2 separate regions of the Zea mays genome follow, and region 1 is linked to region 2. Evidence: chromatin contacts called from public Hi-C data. All regions are on one chromosome and are shown on one strand. Each heading gives the region's core, a stretch centred on a gene start, on an enhancer-like site or on the middle of the called end of the contact. The rest is flanking DNA. Distances are from core to core; before and after follow the strand shown. Region 1 holds the start of LOC100286188. Region 2 holds the start of LOC100272282.

The links. A called contact is a pair of places that touch in the nucleus more often than the background predicts.
Region 1: a Hi-C map of leaf shows a contact between it and region 2, with 6 times the contacts expected there. The contact joins the promoter of LOC100286188 here to the promoter of LOC100272282 in region 2. A contact is called at or near these places in 3 of 25 Hi-C or Micro-C datasets (ear, leaf and tassel).

The regions. Positions count from the first base shown.
Region 1 is chr1:216,881,896-216,884,911 of Zm-B73-REFERENCE-NAM-5.0, reverse strand. LOC100286188 reads left to right here and starts at 1,329. Exons shown (of 2, transcript NM_001159076.1): 1 at 1,329-1,820; 2 at 1,913-2,328. The coding sequence starts at 1,458. The coding sequence ends at 2,095.
Region 2 is chr1:216,499,800-216,502,617 of Zm-B73-REFERENCE-NAM-5.0, reverse strand. LOC100272282 reads left to right here and starts at 1,498. Exons shown (of 1, transcript NM_001146769.1): 1 at 1,498-2,776. The coding sequence starts at 1,776. The coding sequence ends at 2,636.

The DNA.
Region 1 (3,016 bases), core at 80-2,579, 380 kb before region 2:
CCATGGCCACCTCGAGCCGCTGCGCCCATGTGCCGAACCGCCATCGCGGCGTCGCCCACCGAGACCACCCTCGCCTCTCCGCCACTGCCACTGCCACTGCCACTCCGAGCCATCATCGTCACCACGATCGCCACCATTAGAGGTTCCCCCACTGCCTGTTTAATTGTAATTTTTTGTTTTGAACTTTTTAAAGCACATGCTATATGATGAGTAATCTAGTGGATGAATCACAATACGTTATATTGCATATTTTTAGTATTAGGTGTGGGATACGTAGTTTGTTAGAAATGTATTGCCATAGTATATGTACATTTTTTGTGATTGTCGGTCATTACGTCGTTAATAAATGTGTGGATGTCAGCCATCGTGCTGTTAGTTTTCTTTGCAAGTTTTGGAAACCTTCCCGCGCGGGGAGGTGCTATGGAAATTTTTTGTTGACAGGCTTGTGTTTATTATTTTTGCAGAGGTCTTCCTAGCCGATGTAGGTCGGCCTGCACCGCGTCACGTCGCCACTGCACCGATCCGCCATAGCCCCGCTAGCCTGACTCCAACGATACCCTAGTTATAACATCTACTTTTGCATCATGGTCGTAGATCACATAAGAGATACAATGTAGATACACAGATCTTTGCATATATATAAATGTATCTGTTTCGAATTGTCCAATTTTTTGAATAGCATGTGGTTTATAGATAGGGTTAGTTTCCATGCTCTACTATGATTGTATTGATAACAGATAAAGAGGACAAAGTGTTCTGGCGGTAAATAAGGCCAGTTTTACTGAGTTCTGTCCTTTATGATGCATTAGCTATTTGATGATTTATCAGGTTAATTTAAAAGATATAAAAAATTTTATTTGGATAAAACCTATTATCATAAAAGCTAATGTGACACTTTTATTATTCGATTTTTAAGGTGGTGTTCTTAGTTTTGTTGGTGTCCTCATTTTTATAATTAGTTATGTTTTTTCTTATTATAGATCAGAAGAGTAAAACTGAGCAAAAAAAATATGACTAAGAGTAAAAACGAGGAACGTGATAAAACTAAAGGTTTTGTGTTACGAAAGTCACCGATAAAAAAAAAAGACTCGAGGCACCTCTCGATAAGTGATTGGAGATCCCTTCATCCGGCCCTTCTCCATTCACCTACAACTTTCCTCCTACAGCACGACGGTTCGCATCGCAGCCCACTGGGCCACGGGCCACGACACTTGCAAAATGAAAACCCGGCCCACATAGTCCGAAATTGAAAACCACAGCCGCGACGCCGACGCGCACCGAACAACAGCTCCGAGAACGTATCGCCCACAATCCTCCACGTCTACCGCAATCTGTCACTATAGCCTGCGCATTCGCATCCGGGCATCCGGCATCCCACCCCACCCACCTCCTTCCTCTTCCCGCCCGCTAAAACCCACGCCACCGCCGCGCGCCGCCGGCAGCGCAAGGGACGCACGATGGCCATGCAGGTGGTGCGCAACCTCGACCTGGAGCGGTACGCGGGGCGGTGGTACGAGATCGCGTGCTTCCCGTCCCGGTTCCAGCCCAAGACGGGCACCAACACGCGCGCCACCTACACGCTGAACCCGGACGGCACTGTGAAGGTGGTGAACGAGACGTGGGCCGACGGGCGCCGCGGCCACATCGAGGGCACGGCCTGGCGCGCCGACCCTGCCAGCGACGAGGCCAAGCTCAAGGTTCGCTTCTACGTGCCGCCCTTCCTCCCCCTCATCCCCGTCACCGGCGACTACTGGGTGCTCCACATCGACGCCGACTACCAGTACGCGCTCGTCGGGCAGCCCTCCAGGAACTACCTCTGGGTGCGTGCGAATTCCTCTCTGGCCTCCGTCCGTCTATCCCTCGCCGAATCGTGCCTGTCTGCCTACCAATCCCCCTGTGTTTGTGTGTGCAGATCCTTTGCAGGCAGCCTCACATGGACGAGTCCGTGTACAAGGAACTGGTGGAGCGTGCCAAGGAGGAAGGGTACGACGTGTCGAAGCTCCGCAAGACGGCGCACCCTGACCCGCCGCCGGAGAGCGAGCAGAGCCCCAGGGACGGCGGGATGTGGTGGGTCAAGTCCATCTTTGGCAAGTAGCCTTGTGGTGGTGGGTGGCAGCGCGGGTGCTGCCGTGCCGAGCAGGCGAGCGCACGCAAGAGATGCCTGTGACCGTCGGTTCCGCGTGTACATTCAGCACTAGCTGGGGATTAAGTTGGTTCGTTGTTGCTGTCGCGATCTGCAAATGGCGAAAAGTGTGCTTGTTTCTTGCCCGTCTGTATTGTATCGAACTTTGAGCGAATGTTTCAGTTTGCTGCATCATTTGTTTGTCATGTGCTGAATTCCCTGCTTGACCGAGTTCGTAGGCAATCCTCCATGTCGTTCTGTTCAGTTGTGGTTAACGCAGCGTGGAAGGAAACTGAAGTTTTACGGAGACGGACACAATTGCCGGCTTTCTCCGCGGTGCCGCTTGGTGGCAGCGGCCAGCGGGCAGGGAGCGTGGCACGGCGTGCTCAGCGCGAGCCGAGAAGCCGGGACCGCCGAGGGCGCACGCGACGTGTGAGGGGCACTCCATGACATTCAACAATTCGGTATCCAAATTCCCGAGGGCGCACGCGACGTGTGAGGGGCAGCTCCATGACATTCAACAATTCGGTATCAAAATTCTTATTCACATAGGTACGTGCCCGTGCGTTGCAACGACATTCAGAATATTTGGCAAAATATTAGTGCACAACAATTATATAGTATTGTAATGTGATACTTCTAGGAGATAATTCAAAACCTTGGATAACTTAAGGCCAATAAATAAGTCAAAGGAATAACAAATAAGTTGGAAAATTTGGAAAGTCAAAGTACTCCACATACATGGTAAAAGAATGTTTAATGTAACGGTGAAAGCTACTTCATCTTCTGGAAATGTATGATGCCCCAATAAACTTTGGAATATAAGAGATTTGCACAACGTCAGCATCCTAAAAATTACACCACAAAACACATGCAAAGAAGCAAATGAGCTAA
Region 2 (2,818 bases), core at 249-2,748:
TACTGACCCAGAAACAACATCACATATTCTTCTTCACTTCTCCTTTGCACGAGATTTTTAGAACACCCTGGGAATCCATGTTGGCGAGGGATTTAGCTACTCCAGCATGCACCAATTTCCACGACCCCCTGGCCTTCTCCAAGCTGCCTTCCCCACCTTCAATGTGCTTTGCTGCTGGCACTTGTGGAAGCGACGCAACAACTACGTCTTCAGACAAGAATCCTCCTCTGGTTGTTGTAATCCAGCGTGTATTGCAGATGTCCACTTGTGAGCTTGTAGATTGAAACATTCTGAATCCATCCAGGCTGCCCGGCATGGATGCCTCTCCCACGTACTCTCATGCTTGTAATCTCTATGCCTTCTAGGGTTGTTCCTCTATGCTTCTAGAGCCTAATATATCAAGTGAGACTTTTGCCCCGTCAAGAAAATAATAAAAAGTTAGGATGGTGTTGGCACCTTTTTGGGGCCAATCACTCAACAAGAACCAGTGGCGGTGCTCTCTGGTCAGGCGCGGACGGTCCACGGCACAGGGCCGGATAGTCCGCGACCTGGCGCGAGGCTAGGGTTCCCTGCCTGACGGCCGGACGGTCCGCGCCCTAGGGTCGGATGGTCCACGACCTGGCGACAGGGTCGTCTTCCTCCTCCTTGCTGGAATCTAGATCTCGTCCCCTAGGGGGAAAAGATCTTAAGGTGCTCTAGGTCGATAGGTCACCCAGGGCATCCCCAAACGACGTGGAGTCGTCTAGTAATTAAGAGATCAGTTCGAGGAGGAGGTCTTAGATGGACAACTAGATCTTGCCCCCCGGGAGGGGTGAGATCCTAGGGTCATCTTGGGATCGGCAGACCACCCAAGACGGATCTAGACGACGTAGAGTCAAATAGGGGTGGAGGTGGATATGTGGAAGACTACAACTAGAACTATGCTACATCTACTCTTAGGGCAGGAAAAGTAAATAAAGTAATTGGTTCGATTGGAATGTGTTCGGGGGTTCTCAATCGGTCGTAACCCTTTATATTTATAGGGGAGGAGGTCTGGACCCTTTTCTAAGAGATAGCCAACAAACTCCCACGTGATTAGATAGATAACCATGTACGAGATAAGGATAAACATCCGAGTTAATCTAATCTCGGGACACGCGGATCGTCCGGGCCCAAGGGCCGGACCGTCCGCTCATTTTGGTGTCCAGATGGTTTATAATTTTTGTCATTCTTATAGTTTGTTTGGTAACTAGTGGTTTATTTTGATTATTAATAGTATATTATAGGAGGGGACATAAGCAACGCTAAATGGGAGTGGAACGATGGAATTATGACCTGACCGAGCCGACATCGAACCCAAATGGCAGATGTGGACACCTTAGAGCTTGGCTCGGGTTCGTGTTCGGCTCGAGCCTGGACAGAGGGTGGCTCGAGCTCGGCTCGTTGAGAGCCGTAGCCCAGCACGCCGCCTCCGCTTTCCCCTCGCCTTCTTCTCCAGGATTCCGACCCACCAGATCCGCCCCCGTTTTCTCGCCTCGCGGTCTCGCCCCTCGCACCCGCCCCTCAGCTCCCATGGGCTCTCGCCGTCGCTGACACTGGGGCCCAACGCTCTCCCCCGCGTCCGCGCCCGCCTCCTCCCCCTCACCCTCCTCCTCCTCTTGTTGCCTCCACTGACTCTAGCCGACCGCCCCCGCCCACCGACATCGGAAGCCCTAGCTGCTGCAGGAACTGCCCTGCCGGCCCGCCGCTCCTCCGCTCGAAGCGTCTCCGGTTTCTTGGATGCACCGGCTGCTCCGATGGCTGCCCTTCCGCCCGCCGCAGAGGACCCCGACGCCGTGGAGATCCGTGAAGTTTGGGCGAGCAACCTGGAGGAGGAGTTCGCAGTGATCCGCGCCGTCGTCGACGTGTACCCGTACGTGGCCATGGACACGGAGTTTCCCGGCTTCGTGGTGACGCCGAGCGCCGAGTACCGGTTCACCTGCGACCGCAACTACGCCGCCCTCGAGGGCAACGTCAACGTGCTCAAGCTCATCCAGCTTGGCCTCACCCTCTCCAACGGGGCAGGCGCGCTCCCGCCGTGCGGCACGGGTGGGAGGCGCTGCATCTGGCAGTTTAACTTCCGGGGCTTCGACCCGCACACCGACCCTTCTAGCAGCGACTCCATCGATCTGCTCCGCCGCAGCGGCATCGACTTCGACCTCTTTGCGGCTGAGGGGGTCGATTCCACCCGCTTCGCCGAGCTGATGATGTCGTCCGGAGTCGTGCTGAACGACGATGTCCAGTGGGTGACCTTCCACAGTGGCCACGACTTCGGCTACCTCCTCAAGCTGCTCACCGGACGGGAAATGCCCAACACCTTGGATGAGTTCCTGAAACTCACCAAGACCTTCTTTCCGGTGATGTACGACATCAAGCATCTCATGAAGTTCTGTGGCGGTGGCCTATATGGCGGGCTGAGCAAGCTTGGGGAGCTGCTCAAGATTGAGCGTGTTGGGATCAGCCACCAGGCTGGATCTGATTCGCTGCTGACCCTGCAGTGCTTCATGAAGCTCAAGCAGTTGTATTTAAAGGAGTCTGTTAAGTTGTATGATGGTGTGTTGTTTGGGCTTATTCCTGGGGAAGTGGAGATCAAACCTGTTGCTCCACCCATTGAATGAGTTATGGTAGTTCAATAACAAGATTCTGAATGATAAAAATGGAGAACAGAGCCTACCATCAGTGAATATATAGCTGATCTGATGATTTCTGGTGCTTGTTATGATATGCCTTCTCTCCTGGTTAATTCTCCCCATTAACCACTTGAATGTGTGTTTCTTTGTGTTTTGTGCTCATATTGCTA